Regions from separate parts of the Mus musculus genome. Here region 1 is linked to region 2. Evidence: chromatin contacts called from public HiCAR-type data. All regions are on one chromosome and are shown on one strand. Each heading gives the region's core, a stretch centred on a gene start, on an enhancer-like site or on the middle of the called end of the contact. The rest is flanking DNA. Distances are from core to core; before and after follow the strand shown.

Evidence for each region. HiCAR-type assays count read pairs that join an accessible place to other places.
Region 1: a contact with region 2 is called in a HiCAR-type map of astrocytes, with 2.8 times the contacts expected there. The contact joins the promoter of Supt16 here to the promoter of Pip4p1 in region 2. A contact is called at or near these places in 1 of 39 promoter capture datasets (liver), 1 of 115 datasets of contacts at active chromatin or transcription factors (astrocytes) and 1 of 9 other capture datasets (adipose tissue).

What each region holds. Positions count from the first base shown.
Region 1 is chr14:52,195,342-52,202,268 of GRCm38.p6, forward strand. It overlaps Supt16 (SPT16, facilitates chromatin remodeling subunit), which reads right to left and starts at 1,898. Exons shown (of 26, transcript NM_033618.3): 1 at 1,744-1,898. The coding sequence starts at 1,809. It overlaps Chd8 (chromodomain helicase DNA binding protein 8), which reads right to left. Exons shown (of 38, transcript NM_201637.3): 36 at 6,803-6,927; 37 at 6,290-6,406; 38 at 2,810-3,811. The coding sequence ends at 3,251.
Region 2 is chr14:50,926,619-50,933,843 of GRCm38.p6, forward strand. Pip4p1 (phosphatidylinositol-4,5-bisphosphate 4-phosphatase 1) reads right to left here and starts at 4,231. Exons shown (of 7, transcript NM_001033271.5): 1 at 3,995-4,231; 2 at 3,516-3,706; 3 at 2,966-3,072; 4 at 2,584-2,689; 5 at 2,388-2,440; 6 at 2,203-2,293; 7 at 597-1,419. The coding sequence starts at 4,157. The coding sequence ends at 1,276. It overlaps Apex1 (apurinic/apyrimidinic endonuclease 1), which reads left to right. Exons shown (of 5, transcript NM_009687.2): 5 at 1-570. The coding sequence ends at 355.

The DNA of each region.
Region 1 (6,927 bases), core at 648-3,147, 1.3 Mb after region 2:
GGTGCTTGCTATTTCGATCTCCTGATCCCAAATAAAGATATATAACTTGAAGACAAATGACTCTACAAAGATGCCTTCTGATCTCTATACATAAGCAGTGGCACTCATACTCACACATCAATGACATTGGAGTAGGTATTGTGATGACTTACATAGCACAACATGTACATACATTGGATGCAAATATTTCACCAAGATCCCAATACCAAAGGATGACATTCAGATGAAAGTTTAATGTATCAAGCCTTTCTACTCAAAAGCATGCTGTGTTAAGTTATGAAAATTATAATTAAAAGCTATGTTACTGTAACAGCCTTAAAAATAGCTTGATGAACTCTGGAAATAGAGAAAACACCAATATGTTTTTAAGGGGCTAGAAAAATGCCCAGTAGTTAAAATCACTGGTTGCCCTTCCAGAAGACCAGGTTTCACATGGACCTAAACAGCAACTAAATACCTTCTGTAATTTCAGTTCTAGGGTATCCCACGCCCTCTTCTGGCCTTCGCAGGCAATGCATGCAGGGTATACACAAACATACATGAATGCAAAATACCCATAAATATTAAAAAAAAAAAAAAGCTTTAAAAGTTTATTATTTCAGGGCTGGCTGTAGAAACGGGGGCTTTTGATTATCATCATTGCATACATCATAACACAGTGACAGTAAATATTCCCTGGATAGGGATATAGCTTAATGGTAAAACACAGAGGTGGTGGTAGGGCCAATCCTCAGGACCAAACAATATAATTTTGTGATAGAGACCACTAAGTCATCTAAAAAAAATTAGCCAATAAAGTGAAAAACCCTATATTATTTTCAGCACGCAATGCATCTTGCTTAAAAGATACATAGGCTTTTTTCTGATGAGGCAGGAAAAACAACCGACTTCAGTAAAGGTTCAATTTTATTTACTAAATGACGAGCCGATTGATACAGTCTCACTATGAAGCACAGGCAGGCTTGAAACTAGTCATTTTCCTGCCTCAGCCTCAGAAATCATGGGATTACATGCAGGAGCCAAGAATGGAGAGGACCAATCAGTATAAGATAGTTTACAAAGCTGAAACCGGAGTTGGTATTTTTTCAGAGCATTTTCGGCTTTCTTTTTTATCAGTTCTATTTCCCCTCACTCACAAGGTTCAGAGCCCAGACGATAGACCGTTCAGACAGTATGAAATCAATCAAACACTTGTGAAGTTAACAAGTTAACTAGCAAAAAAGTAAGTTTGAAATTATGATTATAAAACAGGGAAACTGCCCAATCTTTGGAGAAGCCCTGGAACTTCCACAGCGTTTTCCTCAACACGTGCCCCCGGTATGCTGCCGACATGGGAAACCGGCTTTGAGGCGTCCCATCAATTAATTCTTAGGAGAGCCCGCAGGTTCCCAGCGCTGGGTCTGTGACCCACGCAGGGCCTAAGGAGAAGCAGCGGGGCGCGGGAGCAGCATTTCTCAACTCCAGCAGAGGCCGGGGAGCGGGGAGCGCCAAGAGCTCCGGGCACAGCTTTCGCGCCCCTTTCCCGCAAACGGTAATTGTGGCGGGACCTGGGCGGGCCGCTGTGGCCGCGGGGCGGGCCAGGCGCGTGCGGACCCCGCAGGCGCAGCACGGCGCGGCGAGCCGGACGCTGCCGGGGCAGGCGGGAGCGCGGCGGAGCCGGAGGTTTCTGGCTGAGGGGGAAAAGGGCGCCGGGAAGCAGGCTATTATGGGATGTGGGGCTCCCGGGGGCGCGGGGCTCCTTACCCGCCAGTTACTGTACAATCTCTTCACTCGCCGGTAGTACGCGTCTTTGTCCAGAGTCACAGCCATTGCCCTGGACGCCGCTTCCCGTCGGGCTCCGAGAATCACGCGAGGTCCCAGCTCCGCCACCCGCGCTCGGCCCGGAATCCCGCACTCTCTGTGACCCGGAAGTACCGACCGCCCGGTATCCCCTTCCGCTTCCGGGTCCCTAGAGCGTCGAAGATTTAAAAAGCGAAAAAACCAAACCCACCGCTCGTTCCGTAGGGTGGCGGGAGGAAGGGCAACCGAGGACGCAAAAGTGAAGTCAACAGACCGAGGTGCAGCGCGGGCTCGCGGGCTCTGGAAGCTCTCTCCGGCGCCAGAGGCTCCCGTCACGTGACCCGCCCACTTTCCGAGCTCCGGGCGCTCTGGGCGGCGGGCAGAGGGAGGGGAGCAGAAAGAGCGGGACCCGCGTGCAGCCAGGCGCAGGAGTGAGTCCTCTGCCCCAGGGCAGGCCAGTGACCGCCCCGGGGAAGGCACTCTCAACCAAACACTGCACCCCAGAGGGACGGAGCCCACCTTCGCGAATAAGCTGCGCGGTGGGCAGCAGAGTAGGAAGGAAAGGTTCTGTTTTCCTTTAAGAGATGGGCCGGTAGGGTGGAAGGAAACAAATGGCTCGGAGTGGCTCCTAAACTTTGTAGTTCTTTCCAGCCTCGCGAAGACCCAAGTTGTGAAGGCACCCTTTTTGTCAGCGTGTACTTTTGCTGTATTTCATGAAAAGCCACATTATTCTCTGGCTTTCCCCAAGAATAGTTATCCTGACTAATTGAAAAAAAAAATATGGCTCTTGAAATTAATCCTCGTTTAAGAATGTGAAGTACAATTCAAAATATTTTACCTCTTTATCTTGTATCATTTCCTTGGCTTTAACAAACGGGATAACCCGCCATTATATATGCCTATTGAGGACTACAAATGGCTTTTCTATTAGTTGCAACAGTATTGAACTGTAGGAGAATGGTGTTTAAATTACGCAGCAAAAAACAGTACTTATATTGTGTTTAAGGAAACAGAACATAGGAAGAATGGAAAAGGATTAACTTAAATTTATTAATGCCAAGGGGAAGGAAGGTAACAGTTCCTGACCCTCCAGCTGTAGCCACAGTTTGGCCAGGAACAGGCTCTGCCAGAGGCTAGGGCCAGCGCTACATAGTCTGTGGTTAATGGAGGCGTCTGGGGAGGGGTGAGCACACCAGCTGCTCTAAGCTCCTTTGCTTCCCCAGAAACGAGGAAGTGGTCATTTATTATTTTTTTTTTTTAGGAGTTCCCCTGCCCACCCAATCCTCTCAAAATTGGGAGCAATTGGGTACAAGTTTTTTGTTTTTTTTTGTTTTTTGTTTTTTTCTTTTTCTTTTCACCTCCTGAAGTCTTGGGTTTCCCCATATTGTTCCCTGCCCCTCCCACATTTCCAAAGTCCAAGGGCCAGAGTAAGGGATTCCAGCAGCCACCCATCACGGGTCTATATGGGGCTTCAGTCGTCAGCATCTTCACTGGAGTCTGAGTTGGCTGGCATCATAGGGTCATCAATGAGTGAGAAGTCCCGTTCTGAGCTGTCATAGCCCTGAGATAAATCATCATCTTCTTCATCCTCCTCTTCATCATCGTCCTCAGGTTGCAGTGTTGGTAACCGCAAGGCAGTACCAGAGGTGGTAGTAGCTGGTGAAGAAGGGTAGCCAGTGGTTCTCAAGCCTGGATGGTGATGGTGGTGATGGTGGGGGTGGGGATGGTGGTGGTGATGATGAAGCATGGTGCTGGAGTCTACATGAGGGGGTGCTGCTGCACCCATCACAAACGGCATAAAAGGCAGAGATGCAGAAGTGGTACTGCTGTGACCCAGAGACGACACAGACTGTAGGTTACTACTGCTGTGTTGAAAGGTGTTATGCAGAGACAGGGACCCAGTGCTTCCACCCTGCATCAGGGCCATCATCTTAGAAAGGTCTGGTCTTGTCCTACGGACCCGTTTCTTGCTGTTCTCTGGTGCAACAGGCCCTGGCAAAACCCGGTTGAACGCAGTTTCAGCATAGTGACCCTGTGAGGTAGGAACAAAAGACAGTAAAAAGATGGAGGTTGGGGGAGTGGGGGAAGGGGACAGATAGGACTTGACTCAGAAACCACATATGTCCTAGCTTAGAAATGCTTGCCTGATTTGGCTTGATTAGTGTTAATGGAGGTGTTACTGAGGGTGAGATCAAGAATTTGATATTGATAGCCATGTGAACGGTAAGGTTTTTCCCCCTGCTTCATACTTTTCTGCAACCTTTTTACAAATGCCTTTTCCTTTGCTAGTAAGGGGTCTGAGTAAAACAGTGAATGAATCAGTACATGTACAGAAAAACTGACTTAATTGTAGCCCGAGAACAGTTTGTTGGCATGATCTTATGTGAAGTGCGGCACAACTACACAGACATTTATTTAAATTTATCCTCTGTTATTACACGATAATAGCTGAGCAAGATCAGCTTAGGATATCCAAGAAGATTATGGGAAAGTTCTCACCAAATTTAATAAAAATGTTCCACATTGATAAACATTATCTTTTGGGTGTGGTGGTTCATGCTCTGAGCCTTTGGAGGGCAAGGCGGAGTTGCCAAGAGTTCAAGGATAACCTAGAATATACTTCTTTCTTTTTTCCTTTTTGTTTTGTTTTTTTCAAGACAGGTAGCCCTGGCTGTCCTGGAACTCACTATGTAGAGCAGGCTGACCTCAAAGTCACCAAGATACACCTACCAATGCCCCCCCCTGAGTGTTGGGATTAAAGTTGTGTGCCATCATTGCCACCAATATAGTTATTTCTAAGCCAGATTCAGTTATTGAATGAGATTCTGTCTCAAAACCAAAAGGAGAGACAAAACACACAAACCTCTACAATAAAATAAATCACATATTTACTGAATTTAAAATGTTTTTCCTCTTTTTATTACATTTAATAAGACTGGAAACTACTACGCTAGGACCTTTGCTTTGTGGCCCAAACTCCAATAGGATGAACTAAACACCAAGCACAAACAATTGGTATGTACATCTCTGGATACACCAAGACCTAAAATCCACACCTGACATGGAACATACCTTTTTGACTTGGAAAAGCAAATATTTAACACTTTATGGCATAGACCTTCAAAACAAGATTACAATGCCTAGATGCTTGCAGGCCTTAGTAGTAATGTAGCCCTAGAATCCCTGCCACCAGTTTTACACGAATAGCTAAGAATTGTATCTGGCCAATGAGGCATATGTCTACAGTCCCAGCCTTTGAGGAAACATAGGAAAATCACTGCAGCCTATAAGTCTGGAGCTAGCCTGGACAATACAGTAATATCTTTTTATTTTCTTTTTCTTTTTTTAAAATGGGAACGGGGGTGGCTCAGCAATTAAGAGCACTGGCTACTTTTCCAGAGAACCTGGGTTGAATTCCCAGTACCCTCATGGCAGCTCAGAGCTGTGTGTAATCCAGTTCCAGAACTTCTGACACCTTCATACAGATATAAGTGCAGGCAGATAACCAATGGACATAAAATAAAAAAACTGTGGAGTTGGTTCTCTCTTTTCACTATTATCTGTGCTCTGGGGATTGAACAGACTGTCAGGCTCAGGTTATCAGCAAGCATTTGACCCTCACCTCCATGTGCTGACATGTGAAACTAAATGGACATGATCAAAGCTAATTCCTTTACATTTTAAAATTACTATAGCAATATATCATAAACTACTATGTAGTATATATAACATGATAGTATATAACTATATCATAAACTGTATCCATCATGTATAGTACATATACTATATATCACATACATACATGCATACACACACATACAAATCAACTATATAGATTAAGGTACGAATGATAAAGAGAAATTTTCAGAGTTATATTTTGGTAGAAAACAGAAATAATACACAATCTACCAAATGGTCTATAAGCTTGGTATGAAATAGTCACTGACTAAAATTGGTATTAACTTGAAAAATCTGTTTTTGGGGCTGGAGAGAGATGGCTCAGTGGTTAAGAGCATTGGCTGCTCTTCTAGACACCCAGGTTGTAGTCTCAGTATTTACAACCATCGGCTCCAGTTCCACATAATCTGATACCCAAGTCTGACCTTTAAGAGCATCAGGCAAGCACCTGGTGCACAGACAGACATAAAGACAAGCACTCATATACGTAAAAGTAAAAATTGATAAAATTAAGTAAAATGTGATTTCTTATAATTTTTCTACTAAACTTCAGATTATCTAGTTGATGATGTAACTCACCGGTAAAGCATGTTACCTAGTAAGCTTAAGGTATTGGGTTCAATCGTTAGTATTTACTCCAAAACGCCCAATTTAAAAAAAAAATCTTTAGTTATGTAGGCGAGAAGGAAAAGCCTTGATGCTTCAAAAATACCAATAACAGTATTCTGTTAAGTTGAAACTCAAAGCACAGAGGGCAAAAGGATTAGAGGGCCGATCACTGTTGAATCTCTGAAAATATGAAGACAGCATAATAAAAGTGCTATTTTCTCACCTTTTTCCCATTTCTAGAGTTCGCTGGCTGTACTGGTTCCATTCCCAAACAGTTCAATTCTGCCTTATTATTTTTTTTACATCTCTGCCACTTCTGTTTTCTACGTTCCTCCATATACTGCAATAGAAAAGAATTGGTTACCCTAGAGAAATGGCAATGTCTGTACTAATTATTGAGATATTACTGCCTTCTGTTTGACAATAAACCTGTCTTCTATAAAGCTAGATTAGTCAAGAGTGGAAAACTGTTATTAAAGGGTTCTAATTCTCCAAACTGGGTAATCTCTGGAATAGTTTGAGAGTAAGATTTCCTAAACACTTAGTTGAAGAAGTGCCTGGATATTTTAGTATTTTAAATCTTTGAATATTTATAGGAAGTAAGACTGAGTATTACCATTCTGATTTTGCAGATGCAGAAACAGTGGTATGTATAAAAATATAGCATGCTTTCTTGATCTCACACACCTTAAACACCGCGAGACTTTAAATCTTGCTGGATGGAACTGCCACTCACCGCTAGAAATCGGGGATCAACAGCAAACTCTGGATGACCCTGTAACCACATCTCCAGCTCCGCCCGGCGAGGGGCCTCATCACCCACCAGCAAAGTACCATCCACCTTATTGATGACAGGGATCC
Region 2 (7,225 bases), core at 2,981-5,480:
CAGAAAGCCTCTTGTGCTATGTGGGGATCTCAATGTGGCTCATGAAGAAATTGACCTCCGTAACCCCAAAGGAAACAAAAAGAATGCTGGCTTTACTCCCCAGGAGCGCCAAGGTTTTGGGGAACTGCTACAAGCTGTACCATTGGCTGACAGCTTCCGGCATCTCTACCCCAACACTGCTTACGCTTACACTTTCTGGACTTACATGATGAATGCCCGCTCTAAGAATGTTGGTTGGCGCCTTGATTACTTTTTGCTTTCCCACTCTCTTTTACCTGCATTGTGTGACAGCAAGATCCGGTCCAAGGCTCTTGGCAGTGACCACTGTCCCATCACCCTTTACCTAGCACTGTGATACCCTCCTGCAGTAGCTTCCTGCCTGGGAGATGGCTCTCTCTGCAGAAGTCTGGTGTTTTAGCCTTCAGGTGTTTGGTTTTGTATGTGCTCCCTCATTTTAAACATTAAACCAAACTTCTGGTTTCCTTTAGACAATCCAAGAGAAATAAAAGGCCCTACTTTCAGCTTGGCTTTCTTTGTCCCTTTGTGAAAACTACATATTCCCTTTTTCATACACAAAAGTTGTTAAGTGGGAAAGGTTAGAGTCATGACATTATTTATTTACAAGCACAGATGAGTCCCTAACCTCTCCCAAGACAGTGACCCTACCTCAGCCCAGTTCAATACTGCAACTGGAAGTAAAATCGGAAGGAGGAATTCAGGGAAGTACAGGATTAGGGGAACATATCCCATATTAAATAGTTATATATATACACATCAGTTCCTATAGTTCTGTACAGAGCAGTGGCTTACCCCACCCCACAGGACGAGAAATGTGGGGAGAAGAGACTGGGTATTGAGGCCAGAGCCAGCCCCTGGTGAAGTGCAATAGCAGCAGCAAGGTCCTAATGGTGCACAGAGGGAGGGGAACACCCCCTCCCATCTCCCACCCCAACCCTGCCCTGGAATGTATTAAGGGACAGGAATGGTTCTCGGGAGCACGTACAGGAAGGGCATGGCTAGAACCATCTTTAGGATCCAGGCTTAGGGGCAATGTTGCCTATTTACCCTAAACAGCAACCCCTGGAAGAGAGCAGCCAGCCAGCAATGGTCTTACCTACCCTTCCAAACATAAGGAAGGAAGGGACTGCTTCCTTCCTACCTCTCCCCAGGGAAAAGGGAGGCAGCTGTTTGGCTTCCTTGTAGAAGTCCAGAGAGCCTTTTGTAGTGTTACTGTTGGTACCAGGCAGCGGTCAGGCACAGACTGCATCAAGGGGCTCAGGAGAAGTTCTGGACAGGATGGCTGACCTTCATACAAGCCCAATAAAGGGCCCGACCCAAACATAGAACAGCCAACAAAATGACAAATGCCCAGGCTGCGTAGATCCCTCCATATTGCTGTGCATGCTTCCATGTACCAAACTGACAGATGAGGAAGAAGAAAAAGATGAGGTTACTTTTGGTATCTACTATTTCAAAGTCCTAGAAACAGTAATGCAATGCAAACTTCTGTCTCTGTACCCCAATCACTTGTAACACCTTCAGGGGTCTTTCCAAGATCAGGTGGTTTAGTGCTTCCTTCCCTTAAGCAGTAAAGTACTCTGCCATCCCAGGCATCTGCCAGCATTTCTCACATCTACTGAGTGAACCAGGATTGCTGATAACTCATTTCTTTCTCCAGAGTGGGGACACTGTTTAGCTTCTTAGTTTATTAGTGAATTTTAACTTTAGTTCACCTCTACCTAAAAGTATACTCCCCCTACATCCTATCACCAGACTCATTTTAGGTTTTTATTTTATAAGGCAAGGGTCTCATGTTGGTACCCTGCACAGCCTCAAATCCTATAGTCAATGGCCTTGAAATTCTATGCTCCTGCCTCTACCTCCTAGGTACTGGGACCACAGGCTTGCACCGCCATGCTCAGTTCTGCTCAGTTTGTGTGGTGCTGGATGATCGTGTTCATGCAAGCTAGGCCAATACTTTTACCAGCTAAGCCACATTTGCAGCTGGCAACAACCTACTCCCTCATTTTGTATTATAGATGGGGTCTTGCTATGTAGCCTGGGCTACCTTAGAACTGCCTGTATTCTTTGATTACAGGGACAGAACCCAACACCAGCTCTCTCACCATTCTTTAAGGTATCACCTTCTCAAATCTTAGCCTGTGATGAGGCTGGTAAGAGGTTTGCATTGAGGCTACTCACAGCAAGGCCAGTGGCAGTGACTGCCAAGAGTAAACCAAGCAAGAAGCAGCAAATACATCTCTTCCTAGGATATCGTCTCCCAATAGATGACCTGTGGGGAGCCAATAGAAACTGATATTTGGAATAGCCCTGTTGATTTTATGCCACCCACCACCCAGTCACCAGTACAATCCCTAACCACTTACACTTTTCTGCAGTGAGGGCATCGTGCCAAGGTTCGGTCTGTGAATTCTGTCCACTATGGAAAAAGAAGAACAGCCATAGAAAGAAGGCTCTCCTCCATGAGAACCCGAAAGCAGGGGGGAGGAGGAAATTCTTTTCAGGATTTACTACTATTCCTAGTACTTGCCTCCTCCAGGGTTTCCCAATATCCCTCCTCACCAGAAACGTGTTCTTGCAATGTCCACAGATGACCCTGACACCCATTGGCTGTGGCTCTGGACTCAGAGGTCCTGGATGCACAGGCCCTAGGTTGATGATTCTTTTGCTATACAGGGGGAAAAGTATGTTTTTAAAATTCTTAGTTCTATTTGGATCTGATGACACACTGCATCCCAGCACTTAGGAGGTGTAGGCAGGATGACTAGACATTCAAGGTGCTACTACACAGGCCTTCCTGCCTCCACTTCTCAGGTGCTGGGATTGAACACAGGCATGCACCACCTTGCCCAGCTCTAGATTTTTGTTTGTTTTTTTGTTTGTTTGTTTCCCTATTGCTTTACAACTTTCCTTACATATGGCCTTCTCTTCTTAGGTCTCTTACCAGTAGGGCCGAGGGCAGGCAATCCGCTGAGAAGTCACTTTGCAGATAAGGAGACAATTACAGGGGCATCGGACATACTTCTTTCCTGGAGGTGCATTCTTGATGGGCTAGAGAACAATGAATAAAGGAACAATGGGCATTTCAGCAGAGAAGCCCATTATCCCAGTCCTCTGCAAGGACATTACTGAGAAAGAGAATCAGACATTTGAGATATACAAATGTTGCCAGCAGAGTAGAGTGTGCCTGTGAGACTGGGGCAGGAAGATTGCAGAGTCTGATGGGAACCCGGGTCATTGTGAGATCGTCTCAGAAAAGCAGAGAACCCCAAAATACAAAAATCAAAAGCAACTGCAACAACTGCCAGTGAGAACTACACTTCAGGTCCAGGAAAGATCAAAAAGTGAGAGCTTGGTGAACGTTATTTTTAGTGAGTGGCTTCTAAAGAAATGGCTGCTGCAAGATGCAGGAACTGAAAGTTTCATGAACAGGGTGTTGAACCAGAAAGAGGATCCAGGAAACAAGGCCCATTCTGCAGATAGTTATAACTCACAGTGGCTTCGTTGCAGACACCACATTTGACTACATGCTGATGCATCTTGCCTTCCACGTTGATCGGAGACTGACAGACGCGACAGGTAATCATGGGGGCACTCCCACTATCCGGGCTAGTCAAGGGTGAGTAGGGGGGTGGGTCCTCTCCAGGCAACACGGCTGGATGTCCCTCAGGGAACGGGGGAAATGCTACGAAGAGGAAGCAGATAAACCCAAAATCATCATTCGAACACTTCCCACGGATGCTCCACGGACGTGGGGAACCCTCTGAGTAAGCTCGATCCGCTGCTCACAAAAAAAGCGCTCAGATCAGTTTCCTCAAAACCCGCTTTCAGGCCAGGCTTAGGCAGTGATTGCGGACCGAGGATGCCTCGCCCCGTGACAGGTGCCACGGGGCCACACCTGGCGCGGAAGCAGGCTCCGCCCCCTGACCCGATCCGCCCCTAGGCCTGCGTGCACCTCAGACCTCCGGCTTACCCTGGGGCGGGGCATGTTTACCGGCTCCGTACGGAGGTGCGGAGGGCGTCAGGCCTCCACCGGGCCCGGTCGCGCTCCCGCCCGGGCCCGCTAAGCCGTTGCCACCAGCGCCGCCATCGCCGGCCTCGGAGAGCAGCGGGGAGCGCTCTCCGTCTGCCGCCATGGCGACTCCCGCTCGGTCAGCGACCAGCTCCCGCCGCCGCTGCCACCGCCGCCGCCGCCGTCGCTACCGGGTCCCTAAGGCGCCTGCGCGCCGCGTTCGCCCGCAGCCAGTGCCGCCCCGCTCACGTGACAGGCTGGCCCCGCCCCTCTGCGCTGTCATTCGTGGACCTGAAACAGTTCCCGGTTTGTAAGGGAGCGTCCCTTCTCCATTGGAGAGAGACGTGTCACGTCACTGTCACATGGTCTTCCCGTAGCTGCTGAGTCCGTAAACACTGCACGTGACTCGAAGTTGTGCGAGCGATTGGAAGTGGGGCGGTCGCGCTACCTCCGGCCCAGGTGGGCGGCTGCCCCGCACGCGTCACGTGCGCAGCCTGTCGCGTGAGTCGCTCCTCATTGGGCCCAAGTCTCCCGTGGGACGTAACCCTATTGGCCCAAATTTAGCGCCAGAACGTGAGGGCGGCTGCCTTCTGGCTGGCAGGGCTGGTATCCTGGGCCGCGGGAACCGCCCTAAAACCTGGACAAGAATCGAAAAGCCACCGGGAGCTTGAGGGCTTAGCACGCTTGTCTGACTTGGCACAAGGCCCCCGAGTAGTGGTGATGTGGTTGCGTATGCCTGTAAATGCAACACTTGGGGAGATGAGTTAGGAAAGGGAATTCCAGGGTAGCGGAGAGAAACACTGAACTACACAAGGAGGATCAGAATACAAGAGGGCGGGGCACTGGGAAGATGCGTTAGCGGTTAAGGGAACTTTCTGCTCTTTCAAAGGAGCCTAGTTTGAGTCCTAGGGCCGATGCTACCTGTAACTCTACCTCCTGGAGATTGTGCACCCGGCAGCTACATACACGTGGCTTAAGTGCGTGGGCACACACACATATATATAAAATAAAAACGTCCAAAGTTAAAAAAACAGAAGGTCACAGTGTAGGGCTGTAATCCCAGACTATGGAAGATGGAGACAGGAGGATCAGACATTCGGGTTTGGCTAAGAGTTTGAGACCAGCCTGAGCTATATGAAGACTGTCTAAAAGCCTAGTGCGCATGCTGAGTCTGAGGCTGGCTAAAGCAAGAGGATCATGAGTTTGAGTCCGATTTGACTCACAAACGGAAATGAGAGACTGTTCCTGTAGGATGGTTATGGTGATGCTATCTGGTGAACTTAATGGTAACCATGCTGGAAGCCCTAGGTTCCCTTTCAGCGCCTAAAAAAGATAATAATAATAATTTTTTTTTAATTCTGAAAATGTGCTGTACTACCACTGCTACATCCACAGTCTTTAGTTTTGAGACAAGATCCTGGCTTGGAATTTGGTGATTCTTCGCAAACCTCCCGGGTAATTGAGAATACAGGCATTTGCCTCTAAGCATAGCTGTAAAATTATAATTAATTCTACAAGTGTCTCTACAAGGGTTAAGGTTGGAACCAACCTGAAAGCCCCTCTCAAAGCATGTGTGCAAGTGCTGTCTACGGAAGCTGCCATGGGAGAAAAGCAACTAAAACCCCCTACAAATCACAATGGCCAGCCCAGCAAGAGTGGGTTCAATAGTGTGGCACTTCATCTCAAGGGTAACCTGCTGGACTTTAGGCCTGGGATGGTGTGCTTCTGTCAACCTTGTCAACTACTGTGGCTGGTGACGTCATGGGCCCTAGGAGAAAACCCACTGCTGCTGCCCTCCTAAAACACTAAAATTCTGAACAGCATTCTAAATAAATACCTATATATATGTATCCACACGTCTGCCTGCTCCCCCCCCTCACACACACACACACTCTCTCTCTCTCTCAAATACACCATTAAAGAAGCAGCCTTTCCTCAGAGCAGATGGAGGCCACTACAGTGATCCACAACTGATCTAAATACCTCCATTGCTGAAATGAAAATTATCTTTTATTAGTGTCTCTCTCCACCGATGGAAGGGAAGTGCATCATTTTACTCAATTGATGTATACTGACCTGTCAGATATATACACATGTGTTTATTGATTCAGCTAGTGACTCAAATCCAAAGATAGTTTTGTCATATTTGGTAGATGAACGTCTTTAGACTTTGCTTAATTTTTGTCTTCAGCAAAGAAATTGTAAATGGAGGCTTTTTTGTTTTGGTTTGATTTTTTTTTTTTTTAAATAGGGTCTCATCCTTGAACTAGGCTGGTCTTAAATTCTTGGCAAGTCCCACCTCTCCTCAAAGGCCTGAGACACCATGCCTGATTCTAGGTTCTGATAGTTTTAGACACAGGTTTTTTTTTTTTTTCAGATTAGTTTCTACCATCAGACTTGTCTTCAACAACCCCAACACTCCCCAGCACATACTTAAAAAATGAGTCACAGCTCTGCAGACAACAGGCCAGTTTGCTGTTCTTGCTGATTTCTGCTATAGACTCTCAATTAGGTTAGGTTTCGCTATTTGGGCCCTTGCTATATATAGCCCCCCAAATCTATCCTTTTGTGATACGATACCTCCATCTTCACTAAAGTTGTGTTTTATGATAACTTATATCCGGTTCTAGCTATACAAAAAAAGTTAAAAGTAGAACTGGGGACATATTTCAGTGGTGAAGCACTTGCCTAGCACACATTATGCCCGGGATTTCAATCCTAGTATGCATTCCTGCCACCAAAACAATGTAGGGAGGAAAGAACCCATTTTATACTCTGAAGGGTCAAAGTAGAATAAATGAGTTTGTGTGTGTGTGAGAGAGAGAGAGAATAAATGGTTTATGTATTTATCTACTGTTCATTCATTTATTCATTTGTCATTTGGCCTCTAGGTGATGTTTTTGTTACAGATCAAATACAGGGTGTAGACTAGAAATCAAATGAAAGTAAATGTTAGCCACTAGATTGGATATTTTCTGACAAGTATGTGAGGTATTGAAGGAAGTACATGATAATTTATGAATTCCTCAGTACACACCTTTACATCTTTTTGTGCTGTGTCTTGAGACAGGATCTCTCTGTGACCCAGGCGCTACTAGGACTAATGATTCTGCTACTGCAGGCCTCTGAATGCTGTGACTACAGGCTTGAGACACGATACCCAGTTTCGATACAGACACCGCCCTCTTGTCT